Linked DNA regions of Sus scrofa: region 1 is linked to region 2. The links are chromatin contacts, called in public Hi-C maps. All regions are on one chromosome and are shown on one strand. The core of a region is the stretch at or near the end of the contact, and the rest is flanking DNA. Distances in the headings are between cores, read along the strand shown.

Region 1 (5,184 bases), core at 2,138-4,637, 190 kb after region 2:
CATAATTCACTGAGCCACAATGGGAACTCCTATGAATATGATCTTTTTGCCCACCATCTTCACCATCAGAGAGTATGTATTTGGTGTCCTCTTCTGAACATTGGATAAAATGAATCAAACAAGTATGCCTGTTAAAAACTTTCTTTAAAATATCCCTCAGTGTATTTTCATTGATCATTTCATTTCTGTTCTTTTCTGGAGTGAATTCACTTAATCCTTCCAGCCTACCAGCTCTTGATATAGACTTGAGGGCAGATTCTTCCGGAGAAAATTGAACTCTGTTTTCTGAATCTTCACACACACACACACACACACACACACACAGACACATAGGCAAATGCGACCTACAAGCAAGATATACCTAAGTAATCTGGGACCTTGATAACAATGTTAAAAAGCTTGCTACTCATATTGCTGGTCAGATAACAGTTCACAGTCAAAGGCATACTGCTAACTTTGTTCAGTTTCCTTTCCACGCAAGTACGTTTACTCTCAGACAAGTTTTAATTATTTTTCTAACATAATTTTTAATTGTTTCGAAGTTTTGAGATTTACAAAAATCAACCAGCCTTTGAGTTTTGTTGGGAAATCTGTGTTCACAGTGGATGTCTATTTCTCTCTGGAAGTTCCCCAGCTAGGGGTCAAATTGGAGACCTTATTTCCTTGACACCACCTCTGTGACCTGGGACAACTCGTTTCACCTCCACAACTCCTCTGTGAAAGATAGGTGAGGGGCTGGGCTTGGGACATTGATGCTGAGAATGGCATGCCATACTTTTATGTTATTCAAAGTAGAAATAACACTGGTCCTTAAAACAAATGTCAGTATACCAGCAATTCTCTGAATATCTCGTGATGAAGGCTTCCTTGCTTTCAGTGAACATTTAAATATGAAATTCTTTCAAGCCGTATATGCATTTCTACTTCATCTGGCTATCACATAACCTAATCACAAACAGGCTAGTGCACTTTACACTCTCTGAGCTCTGAAAGTCTGTGATTTGATAGTTATGATTTGGAGAGTGGAAACAGAGGTGAAGAGGTTAATTAACATGAATGGTATTAAATCAGGCTAAGGAAGAAGAAATGACTTTGAGAGATGGGAGACAATGAAGATTATTTTAAAAGTCACCAAGTACCCAACTTAGCTGTGGGCTGTGCATAGTGACTTTGAAAGAAAATAGTAAAAAGAGGGTAGGGGGAAAGGTAACTTTCCTTTGGGGAAATCTGCCAAACACTCCCTCAGCCAGGTGATCAAGGTCAACATCAACAGTCATAGGTCATGTTGATAGTACATACCCTTGATTGATATGATATGATGAAATGGCACTTTACATCTGAGGTCCTCTAGCCCAAAACCTACTGCTGTAATCTAATCATGAGAAAAACAACAGACCTCTCCCCAGGGATGGGCATTCTCTTACCTCTTAAAAATCACTAGTACACCTCAAAACTGTCAAGGTCACTGAAACCAACAAAAGTCTGAGAAACTCTCACAGCCAAGAGAAGCCTAAGGAGACATGACAACTAAATGTAATGTGGCATCCTAGATGGGATCCTGGTATGGGAAAAGGACAGTAGATACAAATCAAGGAAGACTATGGGAGTTCTGTTGTGGCTCAGCAGGTCAAGAACTCAGCTAGTATCCATGAGGATGCACGTTCAATCCCTGGTGTCACTCAGTGGGTTAAAGATCTGGCATTGCGATGAGCTGTGGTGTAGGTTGCAGACGTGAACTCAGATCTGGCATGGCTGTGGCTGTGGCGTAGGCTGGCAACTGCAGCTCTGATTCCACCCCTAGCCTGGGAACTTCCATATGCCTCAGGTGCAACCCAAAAAAGAAAAAAATAAATGAAGGAAGTCTGAATAAACTGGACTTTAGTTAATAATGTTTTGATATCAGTTCATTAATAACAAATGTGCACTATTAGATGTTAATAGTGGAAACTGGTCGGTGAGGTATATGGGAACTCTCTACCGTCTTCTAAATTTTTTCTGCAAATTTTAAATTGCTCTTATAACTGACCTCTTGTTTTTCATTTAAAAATTCAGGAGTAATTATTTAAAATAAGAACAGTGACATTAAATTTTTTCTTGTAGGCTCGCCAGGCCCAGACTGGGGGTTAGGGGAGGTAGGAGGCAGGGTTCTTACTCCCTCAGTATTAAGAAGCGATTTTTTTTTTCTTTTTTTGGTCTTTTTAGGGCCACACCTGTGGCATATGGACGTTCCCAGGCTAGGGGTCAAATTAGAGCTGTAGCCGCTGGCCTACACCACAGCTATGCCAGATCCCAGCTACGTGTGAGAGCTGCACCACAGCTCATGGCAATGCTGGATCTTTAATCCACTGAGTGAGGCCAAGGATCAAACCTCATGGATACTAGTCAGGTTCGTTACTAGTCAGGTTCGTTAACTGCTGATCCATGACGGGAACTCCCAAGAAGGGATTTTTCTGCCTTATGAATCTACCTCATCTGAGTTTTCCTGGAATTCTCTGTAACGAAAAGAGTAGACATTGTTCTGAATATAAATTATTGACTTACTCTGTATTCCCATGGCCAAATCGCCTTTTCTAGGCCACAGTCACCTGGCACTTTAAATATCAAATTTACAGGGCATAAGCTATGTGTTTCTCCCAGAAAGGGTATAAGTTATTTTATAGTCATACCAAGATTGGATTTCTGACTGTACCGTTTATAAGCTGCGTAACACTATTGAACAAATGAGTTAACCTTTCTGAAACTCAGTTTTCTCCTTTGTTAAAAAAAAAAAACAACAACAACAACGAAATTGCAGGATTATGGTAAGACAATGAACATGCAATACCTAGTTCAGTACCTGGCACATAAAAGTTCTCAGTAGATGATAGTTAATGATAAACAGGATCATCAGTCCACATCAGGAGGAGATAATAGTATCCTTTAATTGGACCAAAATGTAACTGAGAGCCCTCCCCTTCCAATTCTCCTTCTCACTCCAGTAGGTCACACTGCATCAAGCGTCTAGAAGGCTCTCTGCCAGCAACTGTACTGGCTTGTTATCTGAGTGAGTCTTGGTCATTTAGCAAAGTCAGGGTCTTTGTTACTGTTTTCATCACCACTAGCTGAGCAGAGAAAGACCAAGCCACAGGGTACATCTCTGCCTGCCAAGGTCCTGTGTGTGTTCCTGAAACAAAAACCCAATAAAAATGGCAGTCAGTGGCAGACACTGAGCCCAGGCTTGGGAGCCAGTAGGGAGGGGCTCCTTCTCCTGTCCCTCAGCACCTGTCACCGAGAAGGGGTGGCCCAGGCTGCGGCTGGCCGCCTCCTCCTCCCCCCATCCAGCCCAGGGGCAGCTCCGGACCTCGGCTCCCAGCAACGCAGCACAGCCCACTCAGCAACTAGAAAGCACCCATTGAGGGCTTGCAGCTGCCGGTGCCGTTTGCCCAAACACTACATAAAGCCTCAGCCTCAGCTCCAGTGAAGAAGTCACTACTGTGTTCTTCCTGAGCCCCAGTCACGGCTATCAAACATTCAAAGAGGACTGGCGGTGGTTAAACACTGCATGTGTTTACACCCCGAATCTTGAATCACAATGGGGCGGTTTGAGCTGCCAAGACCCGGCCAGGCCCGGCTTTATCCTGGACACTGGAGTCTGTTCTCTGACCCACCGGACAGAAGTAAAGTTGAGTAAATACCAGATCGCTTTGCTTTTCAGAGCTGTTTGCTCTCAGGGACTTCAATGGGCTTCGTCTCCAGGCGGGACACATACTTGAGGACTCAAGCTGCTCCCTCACGTCAGAGTGCGTTCAGAAGCTCTGAGGCTTTGTGAGCCATCCCCAAAGGGAAAAGCCAAGCTAGAGAAAATAAAATCTATCCAAACAAATTAGAGGATAACTTGAATCCTTTCAAAAACTGCTCTGAAAAAAAGCAGGGAGGGGAAAGAAGTGCAGTTGATGGGGGAAGCTGAGGGATGGATATTTGGGACCTTATTACACTGTCCTCCATTCTGGAGAATTTAGACATTCATTAAAAAAAAAATACTACAGGGAGTTCCCTGGTGGTCTAGTGATTAGGACTCAAAGCTTTCAATGAAGCAGCCCAGGTTCAGTCCCTGGTCTGGGAAGTGAGATCCCACTTCAAGTCACTCCACACCAAGCCAAAAAAAAAAAAAAAAAAAAATTCTATAGTAAGAAAGCTCCTTTGCCTCTCTCCTTTACCCAGGATACAATACCTAACATATATTTTCTTTTAAATGTTCAAGTCTATTCTCTGTTTTAACTTTTTGAGTTTTTTTTTTTTCTTTAAAAAACATGTCAGGATTTTGTTTTCTCTGATTATAAAAAAGTATATTATTATGGTGGTAAATTGAGAAGTGGAGAAAAGAAGCATAAAGAAGAAAATATTAGTCCCATGTCTTTGAATTAGAATTTGTTAGTGTTTTTATATATTTCCTTGCAATCTTAATACATACACGCAGAGAAATAAAAAAGTAATTTTTAGCACATGTAAATGGAATCCAATTCTATTTAGCTTTATACTGTGGGCTTTTTTTTTTTTTTTTTTTGAACTCATGACCATTCCCCATACCATTAGATATTCTTAAAAGAACAACTTGTAATGACTGTGGAATATTTTTATCCTATGTTTCTCAATGCCAAAAAAAGTTCAAAACAGTCTTTTACTTATACCATGCCATACTTTAACAAAAAAAATAGAACAAGATTTTTATAGCTAGAGATTGCAAGAAAATTTATTTCTCACTAGCTATATACCACTTTCTCCAGAATAATTTAAGAATTGCAGCTGGATTCAGCATAGTATTTGGCAAGTGCAAATACAGTAGTAAGACAAAGTTTTCTCACCTTCAGATGTGCTTGGAACAGGAATGAGAGGAAAAAATGGAAGTAGAGCACATGGGTTGTGGATGTGAGAAGCGAAGCCAGAAATGGGAGACAGTGACTCAGCGCTCTCCCTCTCCCTCTCCCTCTCCCTCTCCCTCTCCCTCTCCTCCCTCTCCCTCTCCCTCTCCCTCTCCCTCTCCCTCTCCCTCTCTCTCTCTCTCTCTCTCTCACACACACACACACACACACACACAACTGCTATGGTCTTGCACCAGCCAATAGGATCTCTGTCTCTTAAGAACTTTGGAATCAAAACTCAAAAGGATCAAGTGAAAATCACAAAGAGTAAGAGGAAAAGACATGT
Region 2 (5,516 bases), core at 101-2,600:
ATTATTGATCTTAAAATATATAATTTGTTTTTGGAGTTTTTTGTTTTTATCGAAATATAGTTGATTTACAATGTTTCAGGTGTATAACAAAGTGATATATACATATATGAATTATAGAATATTTTTCTAATTCTTTCCCATTATAGTTTATTACAAGATACTGAACATAGTTCCCTGTGCTATACAGTAGGCCATTGTTGGTTACCTATTTTATATACAATAGTGTGTATCTTTTAACCCCAAAATCCCAATTTATCCCTCCTCCCCCTTTTCCCTTTGGTAACTGTAAGTTTGTTTTCTATGTCTATGAGTCTGTTTCTGTTTGGTTAATAAGTTCATTTGTATCACTACTTTTTTTTTTTATTTTCCCACTGTACAGCAAGGGGGTCAGGTTATCCTTACATGTATACATTACAATTACAGTTTTTCCCCCACCCTTTCTTTTGTTGCAACATGAGTATCTAGACATAGTTCTCAATGCTATTCAGCCTGTATCACTATTTTTTAGATTCCAAATGTAAGTGATATCATAGATATTGGTCATTTTCTGTCTGATTTAACTTCACTTAATATGATAATCTTTAGGTCCATCTATGTTGCTCCAAATGGCATTATTTCATCCCTTTTTACGTCAGTAGTATTCCATTGAGAGTGTGTGTGTGTGTGTGTGTGTGTGTGTGTGTGTGTGTTTGTGTGTGTGATATATATATCACATTTTCTCTATCCATTCATCTGTCAAGGGGCATTTAGGTTGCTTACACGTCTTGGCTATTGTATAGTGCTTCTATGAATATTGAGGTGTATGTATCTTTTCAAATTAGAGTTTCAGAAAGGAATCTTTAATAGACAAAAAAGGAGAATGACATCATACGCCTAACTGAAAATCAGTATGTCAATCTTTGTGAAACACTGCTTTATCAAGTTCATCTCTTGAAGGCTTTTTTGGTGACTGGAGTTTCTTGTGGAATGATGTAGTGTCTGCCTTATTAGAGTATTGAAAATGTTTTGTGGAAAGAGAGAAATACAGAAACAAAGCAGTTACTGATTTTACTCACTTTAGCCCCAAACCAAGAATAAAAGCAGTGTTAGTTAACCTTAATGTTTTGACTAGGTTTTCCTGTTTCATGACTTTCAGTTCTAGACTCGTGTGTGTGCCCAGTCTTAAATCACAAAGAAAAATCAGATTTGCCTTCAAACTTCCCATGGAAAGCTAGTTCCAAAACAGGCCCAAAGAGATTTCTGGTTCAAGGTTCTCAAACCCTGTGTCAGAAAGCTATGTCAACAGAGTACACTCTTTGCTGATTTTAAATGCTTGATGTCTCTCCATGTGTTTGGATCCAAGCTTTTCCAGACGCTCAAGGACAAACATTCTGCTCCTGTTTGTTTGGAAGGCCTGGTAGTCTTTTGCAGTCCACAGCCCTGTGAGCACATCCAGAATCCAATTGTGTAGCCCTTATTGGCCAAAGACCCTCTCCTGGGGGTTGGTTGAAACAGGGTCTGACACAGTCTCTGTCCCTTGAGTGAAAAGTAAACAAAGAGGTCCCATAGACCTCCTGTTCCTTTGATTCATAAGGTGGATTACCCTGTTCTTTGAGTGCTAGACCTCATTCTTTGAAACCATAAAGCAGTTTCCCCTAGGTCTCCCTCAGTTGGCATGTGGCTTCTGTAACAGCACATCAGTACCCTTTTCTCTGGCTCTGTTTTTCGTTTTGTTGAACATCACCTTTATACAAAAACTTCTGTCAGCTGGCATGAAACTGTGTGTATCATGGGTTGGCCCTAGCCTTCTCCTGCCTTATGAGCCCTCTCACAATTCTGTTACCAGAAAACAGATCGAGTTAGTAGGAAAGACATTGTGGCAGATTTGATACAAGTTGGAAAATTCAGGTGTGCAGGAAATGCCCCATTTGTTTACTTCTCTAAATCAAATTAAACCCTACTCTTCACTTTCCTCCAGGCTGGGGAATAAATCAAAGACAGTCACCCCTGAAGCTCCTTTCCCTCCTCCTTGCCCCCAGCATCTCCATGGCATGCATGAGGAGTCCGATATTCAGATAAATCTCATTGTTCTTTAGCCCACTTCACATACTGCTGAAGTCAAATCCATTCAGCCTAAATGTTTCTCTGAAGTCCAGTAAACTTGGTGCTTAATGCTGGTCATTGCCACCAAGGTTGGTGGGGTCAGGTGTCTCAGGCTGGGATCCCTTTTGTGTCCCTATCCCCTTTCTACCCTTGGGCAAAGCTTGGGAGCAGAGTAGTTGACCCCACAACACATGGGACCCACAGAGCCCTGTCTCCTCCTTGGGGACCTCCACTGTTCTTCCTCTCTGCTTCTGTCTCACGTTTCCCCTCCCTGGTTTAACTGCTTGAAAATGAACTCATTTTCAAAAAAAAAAAAAAAGTCAAGGAAGGCCTTCTCGGTGGTAGCTTCTGCTTGCTGCTATATGACATACACCTCCCCAGTGGCAAGGAGCCTGCCCGTTTTCTTGGAATGGAGGTAACACATACATAGAAGACAAAGCAGAGTATCTTGATGAATGATCCTGCTGCAATGTATAAAACACTTGGACTGCCTCCAGTGTTTTTGGCTACTACAAGTAAGGGAGTAATAAACATTCTAGTGGATATATTTGTTCGCATATTTAATGATGAGCTTCTGAGGGTAAATTCCTAAAGGGAGCTGATTGGGCCAGACTGTGTGTGCAAATAACATTTTTAATAAATATTGTTAAACCGAACTTTCCCCCAAAGTACAGCAATTTACATTCCCGCTAACAAGGTATGATTGTTTATTTCCACATCTCTTTATCAAGCTAAGTTTGTCCATTTTTTTTTTTTTGTCTTTTGTCTTTTGTTGTTGTTGTTGTTGTTGTTGCTATTTCTTGGGCCGCTCCCGTGGCATATGGAGATTCCCAGGCTAGGGGTCCAATCGGAGCCATAGCCACCAGCCTTCGCCAGAGCCACAGCAACGCGGGATCCGAGCCGCGTCTGCAACCTACACCACAGCTCACGGCAACGCTGGATCGTTAACCCACTGGGCAAGAGCAGGGACCGAATCTGCAACCTCATGGTTCCTAGTCGGATTCGTTAACCACTGCGCCACGACGGGAACTCCTGTCCATTTTTTTTAACTTTGCCAGGTTGATGAGCATTTAGAAAATCTTGCTTTTGTTTTCACTTCTTTGATTGTTAGTGAGGCCAAATCATTTCCCCCATATATTATTTAGCCATTTTAATTGCCTGTTTATATTGTATTTATTTACCTGATGGAGTGTACATTTTCTCACTGATTTCCAAGACTTTGGATATGTATTAAGGCTATCAGCCCATGATTCAGTGCCAATCTTGAAGAGTTGAGAGAACACCCCAAAACCCCATAAAATCAGTCATTTTCATCCTTGACTAAAATGGGGAAGCCCTTTCAACAGATCAGTGACTGTTCTGACACCACAGAAGAACGTCAGCTATGGGAACTGACCTCCCCAGCTGGAAGGAGACTGACTCTCGTCCTCCAAGAGCCCAGGCCCACTCAGCATTTTCTCCACCTGCTGGGCTCACTTCCAGCGGGAGGACATACTGTGTTATGTGTGTTACTAACACCCTCCACACCTGCCCAGAGTGGAGCTTAGGTTGAGGGCACTGACCTTGAAGAATGTGTATATGTGTGACAACTGTCTTTGTAAATCATCACTTTAAGGCAGGGTCCCTTTTTTAATTATTATTGAAGTGCCGTCAATTTACTATGTTAATTTCTGCTATGCACCACCAAAGTGATTCCTTTATACATATATACTTTTTTTTTTTGTTTTTGCTTTTTAGCGCCGCACCCATGGCATATGAAAGTTCCCAGGCTGGGGGTCTAATTGGAGCTGTAGTTGTTGGCCTGTGCCACAGCCACAGCAACTCAGAACCTGAGCTGTGCCTGTGACCTATACCACAGCTCACAGCAACACCAGATCCTTAACCCACTGAGTGAGGCCAGGGATCGAACCTGCATCCTCATGGATACCAGTTATGTTTGTTACCACTGAGCCGCAACGAGAACTCCTATACTTGGTTTTTTAAATTTTCTGTTCTATTATGATTTATCTCAGGATATTGAATATAGTTCCCTGAACTATACAGTAGGACATCCCTTCCATCTGTAATAGTCTGCACCTACCACCCCCAAACTCCCATTCTGTCTCTCCCCTCCTCTTCCCCCCACCCATAGTAACCACAAGTCTGTTCTCTATGTCTATGAGTCTGTTTCTGTTTTATAGATAGGTTCATTTGTGTCACAATTTAGATTTCACATATAAGTAATATCATATGGTATTTATCTTTCTCTTTCTGACTGACTTCACTTAGTATGAGAATCTCTAGTTCCATCCATGTTGCTCTGAATGGCATTATTTTGTTCTTTTTATGGCCGAGTAGTGTTCCATTATGTACATGTACCACTTGGTCTTTATCCGTTCATCTGTTGATGGACATTGAGGTTATTTCCATATCTTGGCTATTGCAAATAGTGCTGCTTTGAACGTGGGCTGCATGTATTTTTTCTGAATCATCATTTTGTCTGTATATATGCCCAGGAGTGGGATTGCTGGGTCTTATGGTAATTCTATTTTGAATTTTTTGAGGACCCTCCATACCGTTTTATACAGTGGTTTCATTAACTTAACATTCCCACCAACAGTTTAGGAGAGTTCCCTTTTCTCTGCACCTTCTCTAGCATTTGTTACTTGTAGACATTTTAATGATGGCTATTCTGACCAGTGTGAGATGGTACCTTATTATGGTTTTGATTTGCATTTCTCTAGTAATTAGTGATGTTGAGCATCTTTTTATATGCCTATTGGCCATCTATCTGTCTTCTTTGGAGAAATGTTTGTTTAGATCTTCTGCCCATTTTTCAGTTGGGCTGTTTGTATTTTTGTTGTTTACTTGTATGAGCTGTTTGTATATTTTGGAAAGTAAGTCCTCGTTGGTTGCATCATTTACAAATATTTTCTCCCATTCCATAACTTATTTTTTTGTTTTGCTTATGGTTTCCTTTGCTATGCAAATATTGTAAATTTGCTTAGGTCCCATTCGTTCATTTTTGTTTTTATTTCTATTGTAAGGCAAGATTATTAACCTTTTCCATGACACAGACCTCTGGACAGTCTTTCAAAACCCAGAGACCTCTTTTCAGATTAGATTTTAAATGTGTAAAATAAAATACACAGGATTACAAAAGAAACCAATTTGACAACTGTGCTTGTCAAAATAGCTTTTAAAAAGAAATGTGCAGAGTTCCCATTGTGGCTCAACTGTTAACAAACCCAGCTAGCCTCCATGAGGATGCAGGTTTGATCCCTGGCCTCACTCAGTGGTTTAAGGATCCGGCGTTGCCATGAACTGTGGTATAGGTTGCAGATGTAGCTCGGATCCTTCATTGCTGTGACTGCGGTGTAGGCCGGCAGCTGTAGCTCCAATTAGATCCCTACCCTGGGAACCTCCATATGCTGTGGGTGCAGCCCTAAAAAGAC

The links. Hi-C and Micro-C count contacts between places; a contact is called where the count stands out from the background.
Region 1: a Hi-C map of liver shows a contact between it and region 2, with 1.9 times the contacts expected there. The contact joins two enhancer-like sites. A contact is called at or near these places in 1 of 47 Hi-C or Micro-C datasets (liver) and 1 of 2 datasets of contacts at active chromatin or transcription factors (alveolar macrophages).

The regions. Positions count from the first base shown.
Region 1 is chr16:46,409,309-46,414,492 of Sscrofa11.1, forward strand. No RefSeq gene overlaps it. Among named protein-coding and RNA genes, the nearest start is that of PIK3R1, 23 kb to the right of the region's middle. Within about 2 kb of position 3,388, at least 31 of the 83 cell types and tissues checked have an H3K27ac peak or open chromatin away from gene starts, as enhancers often do. A contact at or near this core is called in liver, where this site is marked.
Region 2 is chr16:46,222,856-46,228,371 of Sscrofa11.1, forward strand. No RefSeq gene overlaps it. Among named protein-coding and RNA genes, the nearest start is that of PIK3R1, 210 kb to the right of the region's middle. Within about 2 kb of position 1,351, at least 1 of the 83 cell types and tissues checked has an H3K27ac peak or open chromatin away from gene starts, as enhancers often do. A contact at or near this core is called in liver, where this site is marked.